2 separate regions of the Mus musculus genome follow, and region 2 is linked to region 1. Evidence: chromatin contacts called from public Micro-C data. All regions are on one chromosome and are shown on one strand. Each heading gives the region's core, a stretch centred on a gene start, on an enhancer-like site or on the middle of the called end of the contact. The rest is flanking DNA. Distances are from core to core; before and after follow the strand shown. Region 1 has its middle 38 kb from the start of Klhl31. Region 2 holds the start of Klhl31 (kelch-like 31).

What was found. Hi-C and Micro-C count contacts between places; a contact is called where the count stands out from the background.
Region 2: a Micro-C map of granulosa cells shows a contact between it and region 1, with 2.3 times the contacts expected there. The contact joins the promoter of Klhl31 here to the enhancer-like site in region 1. A contact is called at or near these places in 1 of 39 promoter capture datasets (liver), 6 of 484 Hi-C or Micro-C datasets (the AML12 cell line, the HL-1 cell line, Sertoli cells and 3 more), 1 of 115 datasets of contacts at active chromatin or transcription factors (embryonic stem cells) and 1 of 9 other capture datasets (liver).

Annotation. Positions count from the first base shown.
Region 1 is chr9:77,596,292-77,601,266 of GRCm38.p6, forward strand. No RefSeq gene overlaps it. Among named protein-coding and RNA genes, the nearest start is that of Klhl31, 38 kb to the right of the region's middle. Within about 2 kb of position 2,485, at least 7 of the 459 cell types and tissues checked have an H3K27ac peak or open chromatin away from gene starts, as enhancers often do. A contact at or near this core is called in granulosa cells, where this site is marked.
Region 2 is chr9:77,634,458-77,639,311 of GRCm38.p6, forward strand. It overlaps Klhl31 (kelch-like 31), which reads left to right and starts at 2,275. Exons shown (of 3, transcript NM_172925.2): 1 at 2,275-2,330.

The sequences.
Region 1 (4,975 bases), core at 1,235-3,734:
CACCAGGGGTGGGAAATCTAGGACAGGAAAAGAACTCATGTCAAGTAGAATGTGGAACATTATTAGAAAATTTAACCCCATTAGAATGGCAACAAGCCTTTTCTCAAACACACAGCTTCTCATGTGTGTGTGCGTGTGTGAATATATATACCAAACTAAAGGTAAAATGACAGGGTAGGTTGAGAAACTCGCGATAATTCCCAGCTAGTCTTTACAGATGTTCTTCTAGGCTATCGCCACTAGGGGGCAGGGCAGGCTGCTTCAATTTCCTAGGACATTTTCCCCACTAGGGGCGCTGTAAGTTATGGCGAGAAGAAGCAGGTTAAGTCTGAACTGACCATGGGATTACAGGGGTTAGGATTCCCCCTCGGGAATCTTAGTCTTATTAGTAAAAGAACTCAAGCATGGATTTCAATGTAAGCTGGCATGGAAATCAGACACATGATGAAAAAGCAGCTACAAGGTAGGATGTGAGAGGTAGGTAGCATTAGAGAAAGAGAATGGACGCCCAACGTATCAGGAAATGCATAGGATAGGTGGGGGGGGGGGGAAGAGGAGGAGGAAGAGGAGGAGGAGGGAGGGAGGGAAGGAGGGAGGAAGAAATTGTCTAAGTTGTACCTCTCCCTCCAAAGCTCATGGTGGCTCCTAGGGACTGTACTGGGGGGTGGGGATCATAGAAAAGAAAATTACAGTATCCTGTTAAAGGAACAATAGCAAGCCTATCTCTTTAACGTGGCTTAAGGTGAGCTTACTTCCCTGGGGGTGGTCTCTTGTCCCAGGGTAACTGCCTGGCCCAACTAGAATGTTAGGTCTCCACCAGGCCAAAGATTCTGTTCTCTTGACCAGAAGGAGTTTTTCCGTAGTGGGCATTTGTACAGCTGCTCTAACATTTTGAACATAACAAAGCTCTTACCCTCTGGGAGTCACTCACTGCTGTTGGGAGCCCAGGGCTGGGTGAACAGCATAAAGAGTATGCAAACGTGTGTGCCTTTGACACTTTGTTTCTTAAGGCATTTCTTTCTACCCCTCACTTTCCAACGACTGCACAGAGCTAGTTCTGCACGTCCCTGGACATCCACATGGTCCCCAGCAGCTGCCTCGACCAGGGACGTCCTCATGTTCACTAGTGGTCACATGGGACATCAACATGGACTTGTTGGTATTGAACCCCAGACTCAGACACGGCCCTCAGTGGCAGCTTGAGGTGGGACCTCACTGTTGCCCCGGGTGCCAGGGCTGGCCACTTTCAACAGGCTACCCTGGAGTCTCGATGTCTATCTCTCTTTATAACGTTCAAGCTGCTCCACTTCTCTTTCTCTCCCATCTGACCACTACATTCCCATTCACTGTGGAGACTCCCACTGCAGGCTGGCCACGTAGCTGGCAGAGCCCGGGGCCTGGGGTGACATCTTCCATCCGTGCTACATGGTGTAGCAGTACCCAGCAATACCCAGTTAATGCTACTCAAATCTATCCTACCAGCAACTTCGGCTGAGTTCCTGCCCCAGTGTTCTGGGTTTCTGCATGAAAGACACATTTACACAGCCTTTATATTTGTATATGCCTTAAATAGCTCAATGGCTGGGCTACTTCCTAACCTCCACGTGGCTAAACTACCTCTATCCAATATTCCCAAGTTATTACTTTACTAAAACCTATATTCTATCTTGGCTATCCTAGACCCAGATATGCAGCCCTCTCGGGCTGCGTTACCCCAGCTCCTACAGTCCGCCATGCTGCTCTTTCTCTCTGGTGTGGTGTCTTGGTTCTCCTTCTCCTGGACTGGAAGATGCCTCCTTCTTCCTCCTAGGTCCCTTGCCTGGGGAATCCTAAAAGTCCAGCCTCAAAAACACCAAAAAACCAAAACAAAAACCAAAAAAACTTTAGCCAGGCAGTGGTGGCGCACGCCTTTAATCCCAGCACTTGGGAGGCAGAGGCAGATGGATTTCTGAGTTCCAGGCCAGCCTGGTCTACAGAGTGAGTTCCAGGACATCCAGGACTATACGGAGAAACCCTGTTTTGAAAACAACCAAAATAATAATAATAATAATAATAATAATAATAAATCTAGCCTCTGTCTCTCTGCCCAGAGCAGCTTTATTTACCAATCAAACCCAACTGGAGGTGGGGGGTCCCTCAGTTTTACATGTGGGACACACCACAAACAGGTTTGGGGGAAACCTAATTAGCATGAGAATACAAGCAACTATAACATGTAGTGGCAAGTCTAAGGCCTGCCTAGTGCTGATCTGTGGGTGGCACAGCAGTCCACAGACCTCTGTCTTCTTCCTCCCCGGCTGTGCTGCCTGAATTTGATTTGATTCATATGAGTTCTAGGCATAAAACAGCTTTAGCCATCAAGCTAGGCATCAAGCTAGGATAACCGTAGAACTGCTTTGGCCTTGGCTGATATAAGAACACCACAACTAACATGGTGTTTGATTGCCTTTGCCAGGAGGGCAAAGAGGGCTTTGGATTGCTGGATGACTTCAATCCTTTGATAACTGGACCATGACAGTCGGCCTCAGAAAGAGGAAATGGACAAATAAGGAAATAGACCTTGGGGGCTAGCTTTAGGAATGTAATCTAACAGTTTTTAGCAAGGCAGAGGGAATGAGGGAGAAGGGCAAGGTTTGCCAGAACCATATGTGTCATGCTCCAGCTAGCTAGAGTTCCTTCAAAATTGCTATAAGGCTAGGCAGCACAGCACCTTTACTGAAACATGGCTGGCTTCTCCATCTTCCTAATCTACCAATATGCTGGGACCTCGAAGCTAACACAGCAGTTCTTCATCCTAACTACATTTCTGATCACGTGGAGGGGGAGGTGCATCTAAGAAAGCAATTCTGGGCTTTTCCCCCAGAGTGGTTGGTGCCTGAGAACTCTCCAGATAATCTCCAGGATGTGTCTGACAGAAGCTGATGGGACTCTCCATTTTGAGATTTCACAGGAGACACAAAAACTCCAAACAAGGATACAGGCAACTACAGTTGATCCTAACATTTGTTAAATTGTTTTTTTTTAAATAATAATAATCTGCCTTCCACCTGTGTAACGTTTGCCTGTACCTTCTGCACCTGGGGTAGTTTGTAGATGACAGCTGTTGTTGCAAGGAAAATTATTTGAAAATAAAACTGAATACAATGTTGCAGAAATGTTTGTCTTGGGTAACCTTTAGGGCTTTATAAAGTATCCCCCTGCTGCCTCCCGAGAAAGTGCTTCACTACCCCCCTTCATTTTCCTCTCGGGATCTTCCAGTGCCTCTCTGGAGGAAGTCATAGTGGTGGTGATGACTATGGGTCTTGCTGCTGGTGCTAGCCGTGAAGGTGAACCCAGCCCCTCTTCTGTCCTGGCTTGGCTGTCCTCTAATGTGCCACTGCAGGCTCTGCTTCCAGTTACTACCTTCCTAGCTGCACCTAGGCCATCTTTGCTGACCAGCATTGTGTGCCTTGGGTACTTCCGCTCAAAGAAGGGTCTGAGATAGAATGGTGTCTGATTCTATTCTGGCTCGACAGCTAAGTAAATAAGAGCCCTACAGGCAGGAGTGGAGGAAGAGATGAGATGTACCCCTGACAGCTCCCGGGGCTGGTGGTACCAACCTCTCAGGCACCTGACCTGGTTCCAGTAAGGGAACAGAGTCAGATGGCTCACAATTTGGACAGTTCTAGCTTTCAGAAGCTACGGGTGTCAAGAAAAGTATCCAGCAAAGAAGAATGGCTTGGGATTTTCCCAGGACAAAAACAGACATTGAAGTAAAAGGTAACATTTTCTTTGAGTCATGCATCAGCTGTGACTAAGACAGCAGTCTTCCACAGAGATAAAGACAGTGCGCACTGGGGTTGTTGAAACAGTGATTTATAACATAGAGACCAGACATGGTCCCCTCTGGCTCAGGGACTTGCTTCCTAGGTCTCAAGGAACATTGATTCACGATGGTAGCTCTGTGAGAAAGGCAGACATAGGAAATGGTTTTCAGGAGAATTAACCCAAGACCCTAAGGGTGATGGAGCTCACAGATAGCATTTGCAGTACGGCTGTAGGACACTCCGTCTCTGTCAGTTCCAGGAAAGCCTTGCAGCAGCAGAATTTTCTTCTTGCATTTCCTTTGTTGGTGTTTCTATTAACCACTGTTGGACACAGAGCATTGCAAGAGAGCAACACAGCAACAGAATGGGAGTCTCACCTCCCCACTCTCTGTGAAGTCCTGGGGAAGCTGGGAAATGTTTCAGTCAAGGGTTCCATCGGGAAACCACTGGCATCCCCAAACTAGGATCACTCCTGGGACGCTTTCATGCTGATGTGTGGACTGGGTGAGGGGTGTTGAGATAGCATGGGCTTTGCAACAGGGTTATTAGGCCTGCAGCTAGTGTGCTTCAGTGTGCTCAATAGGAACACCAGAAGAAGATCATGAAGAGAAGGCCAACTTAAGATAATGGTGACCCCAGGCCAACCTGGACGTCCATATCACCCCTCTCCCATAAGAATAATAACTTCTTCTCTCCCTTCCCTCCTGTGGGCCAATGCTTGGGTCTTCAAAAGCTGAAGCAAAGGAGTTGGTGGATACAGTCTTATTTTATTATTGGTGGTCATAGTTTTATTAAGTCTGTCCTGTGAAGATTTCAAGCTGTACACAATCAGACTCACTTAGAATAAAACATTTCAATATTTCCATTGTTTGTTCAGAAGGACACATGAGAAGAAGTCTTCAGACCAGCCTGGCAAGAACTCTTCACACCAGGCTGGCAAGCTGCTGCCAGGCCACTGGTTTCCAACCTGTGGGTCAAGACCCCTTTGGGGATTTCATATCAGATATTCGACATATCAGACCTTTACCTTCTGGTTCCTAAAGGTAGCAAAATTACAGTTATGGAGTAGCAACAAAAATAATTTTATGGTTGGGGTGGGGTCACCACAGCATAAGGAACTATACAAAAGGGTTGCAGCCTTAGGAAGGGTGAGAACCTCTGCCCCAACC
Region 2 (4,854 bases), core at 1,025-3,524, 38 kb after region 1:
GGCGGTGGGTTTTTGGTCTACGGAAAACAGGGTTGAATGCTTTGGCCCTTTACCTGCATCAAGGCAGTGAGGGTTACTGGAATACAAGGATACGCCAAGGTATTATGGAGATGGAAGTAGGAGGAACTCTTGAGTCTTTCATGATTAGCTCAGGCAATATAGTAAGACCTCATTTCAAAACCAATGGTAGAATGACTTCAGTGTGAACTATTAAATAAACCGCCTGAGTTTGCTTCTCCCACCTTCTGTGCTAAGGATCCATGAGTGGAAGCCAAACATCTAAGATCATGGGTATCCTGGGCTACATAGTGAGTTCCATGTTAGCTTTGAGTTACATAGTAAGGCCTGGTCTTGGAGAAAGAAAGAAGGAGAAAGGGAGAAGGAGAGAAAGAAGGAAGGAGAAAAAGAGAAAGAAGGGAAGAGGGAAACGAAGAAATGGGGAGGGAGGACAGGAGCCCTTTCTACATCATACCTGTCTTACAGCTTCTCTAACTTCCACTCCTCTGTTGGATCTTACCAAGGTGCCATTTTGTCATTAGAACACAGTTGTTTCCAGTTTTTCTTATTTTTCTCATCGGTTTTCTGTTGATTACTCATTTGAGCTTATTTTTAACATATTAGGTTACATACATTTTTTATTATTAGATATTCTCTTTATTTACATTTTAAATTTTATCTCCTTTCCTCATTTCCCCTTCTAACACCCTATCCCATCCCCTCTTCCCCTGCTCCCCAGCCCACCCACTCCTGCTTCCTGGCCCTGGCATTCTCCTACACTGGGGCATCGAGCCTTCACAAGACCAAGGGCCTCTCCTCTCATTGATGTCCCACAAGGCCATCCTCTGCTACATATGCAGCTGGAGCCATGGTTTCCTCCAATGTATACTCTTTGGTTAGTGGTTTAGTCCCTGGGAACTCTGGGGGTACTGGTTAGTTGATATTGTTGTTCCTTCTATGGGGCTGCAAACCCCTTCAGCTCCTTGGATCCTTTCTCTAGCTCCTCCATTGTTAACCCTGGGCTACATACATTTTAATTATATTTTCTTGCTACACAATGGTCCCAAAAGTCTGGCTTCTGGGAGCCTCTCCACATCTTTAAATTCTCTCTTCGAGATTTTTCTCTCTTGTCCTCAGTATCCAGGACTCTTCACAGTTGTAGCATTTAAGAATGAAGAAAGGGGGCTGGTAGGATGGCTCAGCGGGTAAGAGCACTGACTGCTCTTCTGAAGGTCCTGAGTTCAAATCCCACAACCACATGGTGGCTTACAACCATCCATAATGAGATCTGACGCCCTCTTCTGGTGTGTCTAAAGACAGCTACAGTGTACTTAAATAAAAAAAATAAAAAAAATAAAAAAGAATGCAGAAAGGTTTCTCAGTAGGCCACGGACAGCATCGGACTGATGCGGGTTATTAGGAAGTTTCTTTTCAATGATCTATCTGCCCGTTACTGAAGATGATACCACACTGACCTTTAGAAAGTCATTTCGTACTCCAGGTGCCTATAAAAGCCCTCTGTCAATTACAATCATTTGAATTGCTTTTCTTGCCTGAAATGTTCCCAGAGTAGGCATTTCCCAGCATGCTTCTGCACAAGTGTGTTTATCACAGACCCTCCTGTGAATCAATGGCCGATGGAGGGCTGGTCACAAGCCTGGCTTTGTTAAACTATGAAATGTCAACTCCATACTGAAGTGTAGCAGAATATCTCCTGTCCTGGTAAACATGTCTCCTCCTCTACAGAACAGTCTATTTATAACCAGTCTCCTCACAGGACCTGAGGTGACGGCTATTTACCTTCCTAGAAACTAACTTTTGTCCACAACTCTCTTCTTACAACAATTCTCAAGTCCCGGCTTCAATTCCATCAATTGCAATTGAACATCCGTTTAGCTAATTTTCTTTCCTCGCATCCATTGAGTCCATGACTTAAAAACAAATGAACAAAACAACCTGGCCAGGTCAAGAAACCCAACCCCTCTCCACCAACCAGGGCACCGCCCTCTTCCCCAGCGTTGCCCTCGAGCTGAAGACCAAAGAGGGAGAGGAGGGCTCAGGCTGCTCCAGGCCAGCACGCAGGCTCAGCCTGTTTGCTCCAGTGAGATGGCAAGGGGTGATTCTAAAAATTACTGCCACTAGGGTTTGTCAGGCGGCTGCTGGTGACTCCTCACTGGGTTTCCCTTCTCCCACCCTCCCTTTCTCTCCACAGATCACCTCCCCAAAGGAGTCTGCTGTTAAACCTTCCCCATTACCAGCGGGCTCTCACTTCACACCACCGGGAGAGAGAAGCTGGGACCGCAACTACCAACTCGTGCCGACTGGATCCTAGGGTGTGTATGGCTGTGTGGGTGGGAGACAGTGGGGGTGTCTGAGTGTTGGTGGCAGTAGAGCTATTTTCCTACAGGGTATCTCCAGCTGGGTGCTACAGGTCATGTCCCTTGATCTGAAGTTGGGAGACAGAAAACTTTGTCCTGGAATTTGAGAAATGTTGTAACCAAGGAAACAGACACAGTAACTGATATGTATGAGTGATACGCTATAAAAGTAAAATTACATGAGCTTTGTAATGATTGTTTTAAATCTCTAAATAGTATACGTTTTTCTTCCACTATTTTATAGAGAAGAAGAACAAAGAAAATTCTTAGGGCTTGCTCAGGAGATTTAGAATTCCATTTTTAATTTCATTAGCAACCACTTAAACATGTGGTTTGGTCAACACAACTGCTTAGGAAAGACACAATTTTACTAGTTTTAGCTGAATTAATAATACAAAACTCAAATGAACCCTCTGACTCCCCAAAATATAACTTCTCGACAAAATTGAGCCCCTACCCCCGCAAATACCCTACATTTGTTAGTTGACAGAAAATAAATATAGATTTTTGTACTAAATGTGCACATATGGTTATCTTGATTTATGTTTCACATTTAAAAAAAAATCATTTTGATGACAAAGCGACAAAGTGGAATCCCTGTTTCGGCGGACTTAACTAAAAATGGGCAGCTTGGGTCGTGTCTGTTTCTATTCCGGGAGGCAGAGCTGACGGGCCCCAACAGATGCAGCCCTTGGAATGCATCAGGGACAGGGAGCGGGCACAGCTGATTCTCACCCTTAGCCAGTAGTCCTGTGGGATCCCAGTCCTGGGCCATGACAGTGATGCTTCAGCACACGTGCGCACTCAGGGTGGTGGGCAGTGGGAAGAGCGCTCTCACACAAGTGACCACTGTCTGCAGGCTTTGCCCAGAAACCAGGTTTCTTTGAGGAGAGGAATGATTTTATGTAAAGTCAGTACTTTGACACAGACTTGCCCACTTCCCGGTGAGGGCACAGTTAGGTTTTCAGTTCTTGGCAACATCAGCCCAGTGGTTCTAGATGTATTTTTGGATTGTGTATTTTTTTTTCCAGGAACTTAAAAGAGAAAACAAACAAACAAAAATCTTTGAGCCACTTTACAGCAAAGGACCATGAAGACATGTGGGCTGTGGGCTTCGGAATAGTCCTCGGAGCTCATAACCCATCTAGAAACAAACCCAGGGTGGCGCTGCAGAGAAAAATGCAGAGAACCCCATTCAACTTAACCTCCTCATAAACTGCCAATACAAACCAGCTGTTAGGACAAGTATTTCTAGTGTATACGCATCCCGGTTTATCTGAAATTCCAAGTGCACCTCTTATATTTTATTTGCTGGGTGGTAACTTAGAACTAGTTGAGTAGATCCCATGTAAATCTTGTCGGACTCATCTCTATCTGAGAAAGAGTTGATGCAGGGGATTCAAACAGCTGTTTGAGAGGAAGTAGTCCCAGACAAGATCCCAGCACCGCTGGCAAAAGATGCCAGTGAGGTTATAGAATTAGTGGGAACATAGCTCCAACCCGTCAAAGGTTAAACTAAAGCCCTATATGGCGTATTTCATTCAAGCTTTGCAAAGGGTTAGAGCAGAATTGATACCAAAATTCACTTCCAGTTCTGTGATAAGCAAAGAAATTTGAGGCTTTAAGATTCCTTTTCCACAGGCCATAGTTGGGGGGGGGTTATAAGCTCAATTTCTAACTCCCTTACAAACATAAAAGACAAAGAAATCAAAGAAACACCTCTTGTTAAAACTTTGCTGGGCCCAAATGGCACATGTCTTTAATCCCAGCACTCAGGAGAGACAGCTGGATCTTTGTGCTTTTTGAGGCCAACCTGATCTATATAGAGAGGCTCAGTCTCAAAAAAAAAATTCTTTTCAACAAAACCAAAATCTCTCTCTCTTTTTTTTTTTTGATGCTGCATCTTGGATTCAGAGAATCAAATTGTAGCTAATTTTGTGTTTAGCGTCTCAATGTCTGTAAATAAACCGAAGCACAGCTCCTACTTGTGTTGAATGTATGACATTGATGATATTTATTTTTAAGAAAAAAGTGGTAATTTCATGTTCAATCTGACCCCTACAAAGAAGTACTTAGTCATCTAATCACCAAATTAACTCATAAAAGCCTCCCCTCTCGGCACTTATATTTTTGACTAGCCCAACCTCCTGGAGTTTTGTATCCTTAACACCTTAAACAGGGAAACCCCACAGGATTTACGCTTCCTCAAAAACTTTACTTCTCACTCAAAAACACTTTGACAACTGGGGCTGGAAAGAACTATTTCACAGTCTCCATGTGTACAATTTGATTTTATAAGCCATGGGTCTTCCTCACTCTGTCTCAATTTTCTCACAATGGAAAAAGCTAGTTTTTCCTCTTCTATGGGCTTTAACTGATCTTGGATTAAAGAGAAGCAAAATAGAGGCTGGGTGTTGTGTGGGTTTCAATTTTGTTCCAACACACATGGCATATGACTTGCGTGATTATAGAAAAAAGT